3 separate regions of the Sus scrofa genome follow, and all the other regions are linked to region 1. A link is a contact called in public Hi-C data. All regions are on one chromosome and are shown on one strand. Each heading gives the region's core, a stretch centred on a gene start, on an enhancer-like site or on the middle of the called end of the contact. The rest is flanking DNA. Distances are from core to core; before and after follow the strand shown. Region 1 holds the start of LOC100514469 (zinc finger protein 850-like). Region 2 holds the start of LOC100513362 (zinc finger protein 211-like). Region 3 holds the start of LOC106504178 (zinc finger protein 333-like).

Region 1 (3,913 bases), core at 721-3,220:
TAAGAGGTATGTAGAGTTGGGAGTTCCCTGGTGGCTCAGTGGGTTAAGGATCTGGTGTTGCCAATACTGCTGCTCAGGTTACTGCTGTGGTATGCATTTGATCCCTGGCCTGGGAAATTCCACATGCCACAGGTACGGCCAAAAAAATAAAATAAAATAAAACATACCTAGAATCCAAACTTGTCTCCCACCTACATGGCCACAGTTCTGGTCCTTCAGCACTCTTCTCGATTATAGCAGTAGCCTGCTCTTGGGCTCCTGGCCCCATTTCTTCTTTCTTTCTTTTTCTTTTTCTTTTTTTGCATTATAGGGCCCATCTGTGGCACAAAGAAGTTCCCAGGCTAGAGTCCCACTGGGAGCTACAGCTACCGGCCTAGGCCACAGCCACAGCAACACCAGATCCAAGCCACATCTGCAACCTATACCACAGCTCATGGTAATGCTGGATCCTTAACCCACTGAGAAAGGCCAGGGATCGAACCCACATCCTCATGGATCCTAGCCGGGTTCCTTAACCACTGAGACATGAAGAGAACGTCTTCTTCTTTTTTTTTTTTTTTTTTTTTGGTCTTTTTAGGGCCGCTCCCACGGCATATAGAGGTTCAGGCTAGTTGTCTAATTGGAGCTATAGCCACCGGCCTATGCCACAGCCACAGCAACGTGGGATCCAAGCCTGTCTGTGACCTACACCACAGCTCATGGCAACGCCGGATCCTTAACCCCCTGAGCAAGGCCAGGGATGGAACCTGCAACCTCATGGTTCCTAGTCAGATTCATTAACCACTGCACCACGATGGGAACTCCACTAGTTGGATTCTTAACCCATTAAGCCAACAGAAACTCTCTCCTGCTTTTTGTTATTAAAAGCCACCTGCTGTACCATGTTTCCAGTTCAGCCACACCTCCAAGCATGTGTACGCTGGATCAGTTCCTGAGACAACCTGCTATGTCGGTTGATACTGGTTGTCGGGAATGGGAACACCTCTACTTACCCTTGTCCTGCACTCAGAGCTTGAGGATACCCTCAGGGCCCCCATATCCAAGAGCTAAGACTGTATCAAAGGAAGGGTCTCAAGACACCATAATACTCAGTGAGGCACTGGGTCACCCTCTCCTGCCTTTTTTAAGATCCCTAAGTGCTTTTTCAACCGTCAGAACCTGTGGGAAGGGGAAGGCAACCATGGCTGGGCTCCTTGGGTGCAGGACTTCCGTGTAATCCCATCCACCCCTGAAACCTGGTGACCACGGTTTAACTGACTAATCTCTTCAGAGCTGCCTCTTATCAGATCTCTGACTTTGAATAAGGACTCCAGCTCTCTGTGCCTCACTGTGCCTAATACGCACCCTCCAGGCCGCTCCGTTTCCCAGCAGCATTTTGGTAACTTTTAAAACCCTAACATGTAACGTGTCCTTCTTCTGACACTAACCTTCAAGGCCTCCAAGTCCCTCAGAAAAATAAACAGCCACTCCTCCTCACTCTGTTTCCTGCAGACATCAGATGGACCCCAGGTTTCCCGGATCCTCCCGTCCCAGTCGCACCTCCAAGCCTTTACACCGACCAGCCCCTTCCCCTGCAGCCTCTCCCACGCGCCATCACACCGCCTTCAGAAACCGGGCGGCACCCAAGACCGCCTCGCGGTTCTGGACACCGGGGCCTGGGCCGCAAGCACGGGAGCAGGCGCCCCGCACTCAGCCTTTAGTGTCTGGTAGGGGAGGGCGGGGAGGGCCTGAGGACGAGCGTTTACCTGAGACGGGTCCTTCAGCACCGCTGCCATCGGACCCTTGTGGGTGACACAGGCCAGTAGCGGCGGGCGAGGAGGCGGACGCGGGCACCCCGGCGGGGTCGCGGGGCCTCGGGGACAGCGCCTCCTCCTGAACCTTCTCCGTCAAGACACCTCCGTTCCGCTACCGCAGCGGAGCCAGAACATACCCAGAGTAGTTGGAATGGCGGCTTGAGCAGATGGGGCAGGAAGTCCCGCCCCTATGCGAGGAATCTGCCCGGAAATGCCTTACCCTAACCTTTCATTGGCTCCCCCAAGCGTAGGTCCTTCTGGGTAATGTAGTTCTCCTGGCTCTGGCGGTTCCCCACAAGAGGTGTTCGTTTATTTCTTTTTGTGGCGGCACCCAAGGCAAGCGGAAGTTCCCCGGCTAGGGATCGGAAACACGTCCACGTAGCGACTGAACCACAGAGTGACAACGCTGGATCCACTGCGCCGCAAGAGAACTCGGGGTGCGCTCTCTCTCTCTCTCTCTTTTTTTTTTTTTTTTTTTTTTTTTTGGTCTTTTGTCTTTTTAGGGCCGCACCCGCGGCGGCATGTGGAGGTTCCCAGGCTAGGGGTCTAATCGAAGCTACAGCTGCAGGCCTAAGATAGAGCCACAGCAGGCCAGATCCGATCTACACCACAGCTCACAGCAACGACGGATCCTTAACCCACTGAGCGAGGGCAGGGATCGAACCTGCAACCTCATGGTTCCTAGTTGGATTCGTTTCCACTGTGCCCTGCGCCTTTTTTTTTTTTAATTTTTACTGCCACAGTGGAGGCATGTGGAAAGTCCCAGGCCAAGGATTGAATCTAAGCCAAAGTTGCAACCTATGCTGCAGCTGCAGCAACACCAGATCTTTTAATCCTCTGTGCCTGGCTGGGGGATCTAAACCATGGCTCTGCAGACCTGGGCTGCTGCAGTCAGATTCTTATACCCACTAACTCACAGCAGGAACTCTCAGGAGTCCTTAACCCACCAGAAATTTTTCCATGTGGCACCTGTAAGGATGTAAGAATTAGAATGCAACCATCCCATTTCAAACAAGGGAGAGGATCTGTCTCTTGTTAAGTGCAACAAAGAGACATAATTTCAGAATTCGTGAAGCTCAGTCACTTCCCAGAGGATAAAAATATTATTGGAAGTTCCCTCCTGGCTGGCTGGTTAAAGATCCTGTGTTGCCACAATTCTGGTGCGGGTCTTACCAGCTGCTCAGGTTTGATCCCTGGCCCTGGGAACTTCCACATGCCCTGGATCCAGCCAAAAATAAAAATTAAAAATTTAAAAATTAAAAAGAAACAAAACTGACTAATGTCCAGGTTCAAGCCCTGGCCTCACTCAGTGGGTTAAGGATCCAGCATTGCTGTGGCTGTGGTGTAGGCCAGCAGCTGTATTTCCGATTCGAACCCTGGCCTGGGAAATTCCATATGCCATGGGTGAGGCCCTAAAAAGCAAAAAAAAGTGTGGGGGGGTGCTTGTTAGGTTGAGTAAATTGGCCTACTAAATTAGCTTGTCTTTGACACTCCAAGGAGAAAGTTCATAGCCGCACTGAGCTCTGCTGGAGTAAAAACATAAGATGATCGTATCAGTCACTCCTGAGAGCAAGGACACCTCACTAACTGCATATGCACAGAAAGATGGCTAGAGCTCAAAAAGATCCTGATTGCAAGTACCTCCCCCGCTTCAGCAAAATCACATACATACTAACAGTCCCACCCACCTCAGTGGAGAGGTTTTTCAGAGCTTTATGAAATGATGCCTCCTGGGCCATATTCCTTATTTTGCCCCAAATAAAACTTACAACTCGGAGTTCCCGTTGTGGCGCAGTGGTTAACAAATCCAACTAGGAACCATGAGGTTGCGGGTTCGGTCCCTGCCCTTGCTCAGTGGGTTAAGGATCCGGCGTTGCCGTGAGCTGTAGTGTAGGTTGCAGACGCGACTCGGATCCCGCGTTGCTGTGGCTCTGGTGTAGGCTGGCGGCTACAGCTCCAATTCGACTCCTAGCCTCGGAACCTCCATATGCTGCGGCAGCGGCCCAAAGAAATAGCAAAAAGACAAAAAGACAAAAAAAAAAAAAAAGTTCCATAGGAGTTCCCTTGTGGTGCAGCAGATTAAGGACCCTGTGTTGTCACTAAGGTGGCTGGGGTCATTG
Region 2 (3,913 bases), core at 370-2,869, 230 kb before region 1:
CCAGACGGAGCCTCTTGAGATCCCTCCTCTGATCTGAACCTCCCACTGCCTCCAGAACACACGGGCAGTCATTTCAAGCCTAACTCCTGCTCTTCCCTGCTCTTTATGACCCACCAGAAAGAAAGGAGACCTGCTCTTACCAGCTCAGGCTCACCTCAAAGCACTGCCAGCTATGTCCCAGGAGTAGCCTTGATACCTTCTCCCACTGGTGGTGGGACATGGGAATCCCCTCCATAGAACCTGGCCTGCTCTTAAGACTCTGAATGTGGGGTTCTCCAAGGTCCCCAAACCAAAGGGCTGGGCGAATGGCAGGGGAAGGTACCCAACACACATCAAATACAGAGAATGGCAATGGGATCCCGCTGTATAGCACAGAGAACTAAATCCAGCCACTTGTGATAGAACATGGTGGAGGATAACGTGAGAAAAAGAATTTGGGTATGTAGGTGTGTGTGTATATATGAATGACTGGGTCACTTCGCTGTACAGTAGAAATTGGCAGAACACTGTAAAGAAACTATAATGAAAAAAATAAACATCTGAAAAAAAAATTCAGAGAATGTGTGCGTGGGGCTCAGGACCAGCGAGGGACTGGGACAACCTCCACCTACCCAATGTGCTCCTGCAGCCCTGGGCACCTGTGGGAAAAGGCAGGTCAGGAATGAAAGTGACCATGGCCGTGCTCCAGGGGTGCAGGCCTTCTCTGCCCCGTGCCCAGTAGCAGAGCCAGGTAACCTCCAGCTGACCGGCTAACCTCAGCTCCTCCATTCCCAGGGCCACCTCTTACTAGTTGTGACCCTGGAAAAGCCACAACTTCCCTCTGCCTCAATGTCCTCATTGCTTCCTACTGTCTCGTCTTCCACTGAAAAGGCTTCTGAGTATTTTTAACTGAGACCGTGTCCTTCCTTTGCTCACGATTCTCCACCGCTCCCAGGGCCCTGAGAAGGTACAACCACTCGTCTACCACTCCAGGGGCAGCCTGGCCTCAACCTTTGTTCCTCACACAAACAGGATGGACCCCGGGTTCCCCCGACATTCCTGCTTCAGCAGCATCTCCAAGCCTCACCCACAACCCATTACACCGGGGTCGGAAAAGCGACGCCAACGGAATTCCCTTAGCTGCTAGCACTTGAGGATGCAGCGTTTTAACGGCTCTGCCGCGGGTTCCAGCACTGGCCCGGGTACGTCCGCATGCGGCCAACAACAACAAAAGACATAGGGACACCACCCCTGAAGGCCTCCCTGTCCTGGACTAAGCCGACCGCAACAGGGGCCGCTCCCTCGGGCCCCTCCTACTCGGGTGGGGAAACGGGCAGGGCACCGCCCGAGGCCCGCAGCGTTTACCTCGGCCGGGTCCCTCAGCGCGGCCGCCGCCATCGGAGCCTCTGGGCGGAGCGGAGCGGCCACAGCCCAGCGACCGGGTGGGACTCGGCACCGAGACTCCCCGCAGGCGGCGGTGTCCCCGCCCCTCAGGCCCGCCCCTGGGCAGCGCGCACACGGCCTCCTCCGGCGCCTCCTCGGCCCGTCAGCTCGCTCCCAGCACTGGACACCGGAGCTCCTGACCACCTCCAGGGCCCCGCAGCAATAAAATGTCCGCCACGAAGTCGCCGGAAGTCCCTCTCCAGGATGTTCTCCCTTCCGGAAATGCCCCCTTTCTGAATTTTCATTGGATGAAGCGCGCTGCGCCTCAGCGCGTGTTCTTCTGGGTAATGTAGTGCAAACGACTCACGAAGGGCGCCCCAAGCCGTGATCGCAGGGAAAAAAACCGAGTTCCCTGACTCCCTAGGGGTTAGGGATCCGGCGTCATCGCTGCTGTGGCCTAGAATTGATCCTGGCCTGTGAACTTCCGCAGGCCCCGGACTCGGCCAAAAAACAAACAAACGAACAAACAATCCGGGGAAAAAAACCAAGCCTCTAGGGCGGGTGGGGCTGCATAGGTGTGTGTTTGGTTTTGGTCGGGCCTGAGCCATGGGGTAGTTTCTTTGCTAGGGATTTCACCCGAGAAGCAGCAGTAACAAGGCAGAATCCTTAACGGCCAGGCCACCAGGGAACTCCAACATACTTCTTAAGGGGCAAGGATACCTGGGGAGGGGAGGGGGAACTTAAGAGTATTTAAGAGTTTTTAATGCTACTGACCACTGAGTGTTTGGACATGATCTCCGTCTCCTTGAAGCCAAACAATATTGATTCTACTAGTCGCTGGAAGCAAAGGCAGCCTGAAGTATTAAAGTCATTTCTTAAGCTTTGGTCAAGAACAAGAAAAAAGTCAGACAGGGCACTGACTGGGAATACGGGAAAAAAAAAAAAAAATTTGAGCAGGGCTGAAGCAGCTGGACACGAGGGAGAGAGCCGCTTCTGGTCCCCTAAAAAAGGCTCTCCTGACCGCATAGTCAGTGAGTGTGCCCAATTCAGTGGGAAACATTGATGGATGATAGGGCCACCCAAGATGGCTCTTCTCGTGCTCTTTTACACATCCCCTGCTGTGCTAGTCTGATTCACTGATACCCTACTCACATGGCTGAACTTCCCTCTTAATCATAAGGCCTAATCAGTCAATGCACAGGTCATTGCCCTGGCCACAGCTAATGATTGTTCTCATCTTTAGATCATAAGGACTTCACATTGATAGTTGATCAAAAAGGCTGTGAGTGGCATGCTCATTTGCTGCTTTCCTTGATAACTGATGAATAAACCTGACTTCGATTCCCTCTAAAGCTGCTCCTCCCGGTGGGAAAGACTGCTGCCACACCCTGCCTGCTGTCTGCAGATCTTGGTATGGTGTCTCTCCAGGACGTTGATAAGGAGGATTCCCCATCCATTAAATCACTCATATCTCTGTCCTTGTCTCTGGGCTCTTTCTTTGGTCTTGAGGCTGAGCAATTACAAGACTTACAAGCCTGTAGGGTGAAGCCTGAAACAGAAAAATTTTTGTCCATAGAATATGAAACTTTTATAGCTGTATGTTTTTCTTCAATATACACTGTTTTTGTTTTGTTTTGTTTTGGCCATACCTGCAGCATTAAGAAGTTCCCAGGCCAAGGATCAAACGTGCCTCACAGCAGGGACCCAAGCTACAGCAGTGACAATGTTGGATCCTTAACCCATGGTGCCACCATGGAACGTCAACTTAAAATGAATAAAATATCAAAATGACTATTGTCAATAAACGTATACTTCAGTATACAGACTTATGAAGAAGAAAGTGAAAAGTTTCATGGAGAAAAACAAAGTGCAGCATGGTATGTTTTTAACTTTCTGCAACTCTCTGCACATGGATAAAGTCCTCGGTGTGTGGCTGCAGGGCCATATATATTCTCATGTATTTGTTCTTTATTTGGTAAAAATAAAGTAATACTTTTATACAGATCTGTAGTTTGCATTCCTCACTTAATATATCTTGCACGGGAGTTCCCGTTGTGGCACAGTGGAAATGAATCCGACTAGAAACCATGAGGTTGCAAGTTCAATCCCTGGCCTTGATTGAGTAGGCTAAGGCTAAGGATCTGGCATTGCCATGAGCTGTGGTGTAGGTCACAGATGAGGCTCGGATCTGGCATTGCTGTGGCTATGGCGTAGGCCAGCAGGTGTAGCTTTGATCCTACCCCTAACCTGGGAACCTCCATATGCTGCAGGTGTGGCCATAAGAAGCAAAGCAAAAAACAAAACAAAACAAAACAAAACAAAACAATGGGTGAAACAGAGTTCCAACCATGGCTCAGTGTGAAATTCAACTGCAGCAGCTTAAGTAGCTGCGGAGGTATAGGTTCGACCCCCAGCCCAGCACAGTTGGTAAAAGGATCCAGCATTGCTAGGCTGGGAACTTCCACATACCACAGGTATGGCCATTTAAAACATTTACGGGGGTGTTCCTGTCGTGGCTCAGTGGTTAACGAATCCAACTAGGAACCATGAA
Region 3 (3,913 bases), core at 674-3,173, 130 kb after region 1:
AATGTCTTTTGAGCTGTACATAATGCAGTGTCTACATATAGCATATATTTTAATCTGCATTATTAATATATTCTTGATCAGTTTAAGTCTACATATGCAACAATACCATGATTTGTATTGTGTTCTAATTTCCCTGGTGTAAACACTCCCACTGTGGCCAATTTTTAATCAGCAACATGGTGTTACTGAACATGGAGTTGGGAATAGGTGTCAGTAGTGCACAATTGTATTCTAAATTTGTGGCATAGTCATACAGTAGCTGCAAATAATGTCTAGAACATAGAAAATAATAAAAAGTAAAATGGTTAGAAGTTTTTGTTAATTTTTAAATGTTTTATATCAGTATAATTGACTTCAACTGCATGCACATAAAATGTCTTTTTTTTTTTTTTTTGGCTGCACATGTGGCATGCTAAAGCAATTGAGCTCAAGCCACAGCAATCACAATGCCAGATCATTGACTTGCTGAGCCACAAGGGAACGCCAAAACAATTTTCTTGTTAAGTCATCATTAAGCCATAGTTTGATGCTTGTCACAGGTGAACTAAGAAATTACAAAGACTAGAAGAAGTCACACCCGTTTATATAGTCAAGCAGATACCATAACATACTTATATTCAAGATAAACAGTAACCAGTAACTAGTCCTCAAATAAATGGACTTGACAGAACAGTAATTGAGGTGATTGTTAGGTTTTTTACTTTATCCAGAAGAAAGTCAAGCATCTCTTTGACTGGTGGTAGTTTTCCAAATTGTAACAATTTGAGCGCTGAGGTTAGGCTCCTAAAGAAATACAAGTTAGGAGTTCCCGTCGTGGCACAGTGGTTAACGAATCCGACTAGGAACCATGAAGTTGCGGGTTCGATCCCTGCCCTTGCTCAGTGGGTTAACGATCCGGTGTTGCCTTGAGCTGTGGTGTAGGTCACAGAAACGGCTCGGATCGTGTGTTGCTGTGGCTCTGGCGTAGGCCGGTGGCTACAGCTCCAATTAGACCCCTAGCCTGGAAACCTCCATATGCCGCTGGAGTGGCCCAAGATATGGCAAAAAGACAAAAAAAAAAAAAAAAAAAAAAGAAAAAGAAATACAAGTTAGGAGAACTCTCTCCCTTGACATTTGCACTTCAAAAAATGGCTACCAGGAGTTCCTGCTGTGGTGCAAGGGAATTGGTGTCTTGGGAGTGCTAGATGCAGCTTCACTCCCCAGCCTGGCACAGTGAGTATTGCCGCTGCAATGGGGTGGGTTAGGTAGCGAATGAGCCTTGGTTCTGATCCCTGGCTCAGGAGCTCTATATGTGGAGGGGTGGCCAAAAATGGAACAACAACAAGGCTACCTGATGTTTCCACTTTATTTATTTATTTATTTATTTATTTATTTTTTATTTTGTTGTTGTTGTTGTTGCTATTTCTTGGGCCGCTCCCGCGGCATATGGAGGTTCCCAGGCTAGGGGTTGAATCGGAGCTGTAGCCACCGGCCTACGCCAGAGCCACAGCAACGCGGGATCCGAGCCGCCTCTGCAACCTACACCACAGCTCACAGCAACGCCGGATCGTTAACCCACTGAGCAAGGGCAGGGACCGAACCCGCAACTTCATGGTTCCTAGTCGGATTCCTTAACCACTGCGCCACGATGGGAACTCCTGATGTTTCCACTTTAAAGAGGTGGCTACCAGATTCTTAGAAAGACACTCCTTGGTCATAAAGCAGGAGGAAAAAAAATTCCAGCCAACAAAAGGACTGGTTTGTGGGTCATAGTAACAGCACAAAACGGAAAATTGGAAAAACCATATAATACTAAAAAAAACCCTTAAAAGAGGGTTTTTTTAATCACATCCCACGGTTCCTATAAATAGTGATCACAATAATGTCTATAATTCTTTTCTTTCTTTCTTTTTTTTTTTTTTTTTTTTTGGTCTGTGTCAGTGACATTTGCAAGTTCCCGAGCCAGGGATCAAACCTGACCCAAAGTAGTGACGATACCAGGTATTTTAACCAGCAAGGAACTCCTTAAATATTTTTATTCTCTAGCATATGAGATTCACTAGGCCTGAAATTAGGTCTTTCTGCTGCCCCTCCCGATTAGCAAAGCCCGGCCTTTCTGGAGTCAGGATGACCACTTTCCAGCATCCCTTCTTGAGCCGGGTGGAAGAGTTTCCGGTTGGTCAAGAACAACACTCATAAACCATCTTTGGAGCCCTGAGAACTACATTGTCCAGAAGACCCTGCGCCGAGTTGAGTCAATGAAAGCTCAGGGTGAGGCGTTTCTGGGCGGATTCCGGGTAGCGGGGCGGGAACTTCCGGCCTGCTGCTCCGTGAGCCGTCTCTGGGGCTCGGGGTCTGGTCTGACTGCAGAGCTTCGTGTCGGGATCCGAGCGCAGGGACCCGAAAGGTCTGAGAGGAGGCGCTGTCCCTCGGTACAGAGGTGAAGTAGGGATGCCCCACTCCTGACCTTGGATAGGGCGGTCCTGCTCTAGCTCTGCTCCTCCGCTGCTGCTCCCACAACAGACTCAGAGGCAGCAGCTTCACCGAGGTACCGGCACAAGGTAAACACGTCTTCCAGGCCGTCACCACTCTCGCTGCAACAGATGCTAAGGCCCCGAGTGCCCAGCGTCTGCTCGTTGCCGAAATTTGACCTCTGCCCACCAGCTCCGAATAGGAAGGGATCCAGTTTTTTGGCAAAGGAGGCCACCGCAGGCTAGTGCCATAAACACTGCGCTGTCCTTTGGAGAAGAATTGCAGGGAGTTTTATAGTCTAAAAGGAGAAAAAGAGGATTTCAGACAAGAATCAGGGTTGGGGCAAACGTGCATTCTTCCTTTCTGGGGGGATCTTAGGCGATCTCGGTGTGATCCTGATGGTGGTCTTCAGGGTTATCGCATCTTGATTCTTACTAGAATAACAATACTTGTGGGAAAGGCATATTTAAGCAAAATGTTGTGATTTTTTTTTTTTTTTTTTTTTTTTTTTTTTTTTTTGCTTTTTTAGGGCTGCACCCGGGCCTATGGAGATTTCCAGGCTAGGGGTCCAATCGGACCTGCAGCTGCCAGCCTGCATCACAGCCACAGCAATGCTGGATCCAAGCTGCATCTGCAACCTACACCACAGTTCATGGCAATGCCAGATCCTTAACCCACTGAGCAGGGCCTGGGGTCAAACTCACATACTCATGGAACCTAGTGGGAATTGTCACTGCTGAGCCACGACAGGACCTCCTGAGTTCCATTTCTTGTGTTTTGGTCTTGCTGGTGGGTAAGGACTGGGGTAAATGCAGTCATCTGTGAGAGTCCTTGTGCCTGGCAGGGAGACCCTAAGGGCTGGGGTTTTAAGGAAGGGTGAGTAGAGAGAGCAGGGTTGCGACTGTTGAGGGGGCAGATGGTGCGTCACAGATTCTAATATAGTCATTAGACACTGTGATGCTTTACAGAATAATTGCTTTCAGTAGTTTAAGAACATGTCTTGAATTCTTTTTTTTTTTTTGTCTTTTGTCTTTTTGTTGTTGTTGTTGTTGTTGTTGTTGCTATTTCTTGGGCCGCTCCCGCGGCATATGGAGGTTCCAGGGTAGGGGTTGAATCGGAGCTGTAGCCACCGGCCTACGCCAGAGCCACAGCAGCGCGGGATCCGAGCCGTGTCTGCAACCTACACCACAGCTCACGGCAACGCCAGATCGTTAACCCACTGAGCAAGGGCAGGGACCGAACCCGCAACCTCATGGTTCCTAGTCGGATTTGTTAACCACTGCGCCACGACAAGAACTCCCTCTTTTTTTTTTTTTGTTATTATGTATAATGTAATGGACACCTGTACCCTACTGTTTAAAATTACGGAGTTCCCGGAGTTCCCATCGTGGCTCAGTGGTTAATGAATCCGACTAGGAACCATGAGGTTTCGGGTTCGATCACTGGCCTCACTCAGTGGGTT

The links. Hi-C and Micro-C count contacts between places; a contact is called where the count stands out from the background.
Region 2: a contact with region 1 is called in a Hi-C map of skeletal muscle, with 4 times the contacts expected there. The contact joins the promoter of LOC100513362 here to the promoter of LOC100514469 in region 1. A contact is called at or near these places in 3 of 47 Hi-C or Micro-C datasets (heart right ventricle, liver and skeletal muscle).
Region 3: a Hi-C map of skeletal muscle shows a contact between it and region 1, with 5 times the contacts expected there. The contact joins the promoter of LOC106504178 here to the promoter of LOC100514469 in region 1. A contact is called at or near these places in 2 of 47 Hi-C or Micro-C datasets (heart right ventricle and skeletal muscle).

What each region holds. Positions count from the first base shown.
Region 1 is chr6:62,454,587-62,458,499 of Sscrofa11.1, forward strand. LOC100514469 (zinc finger protein 850-like) reads right to left here and starts at 1,971. Exons shown (of 2, transcript XM_005664917.3): 1 at 1,746-1,971.
Region 2 is chr6:62,229,357-62,233,269 of Sscrofa11.1, forward strand. LOC100513362 (zinc finger protein 211-like) reads right to left here and starts at 1,620. Exons shown (of 3, transcript XM_005664913.3): 1 at 1,345-1,620. The coding sequence starts at 1,377.
Region 3 is chr6:62,588,240-62,592,152 of Sscrofa11.1, forward strand. LOC106504178 (zinc finger protein 333-like) reads left to right here and starts at 1,924. Exons shown (of 5, transcript XR_002345387.1): 1 at 1,924-2,540.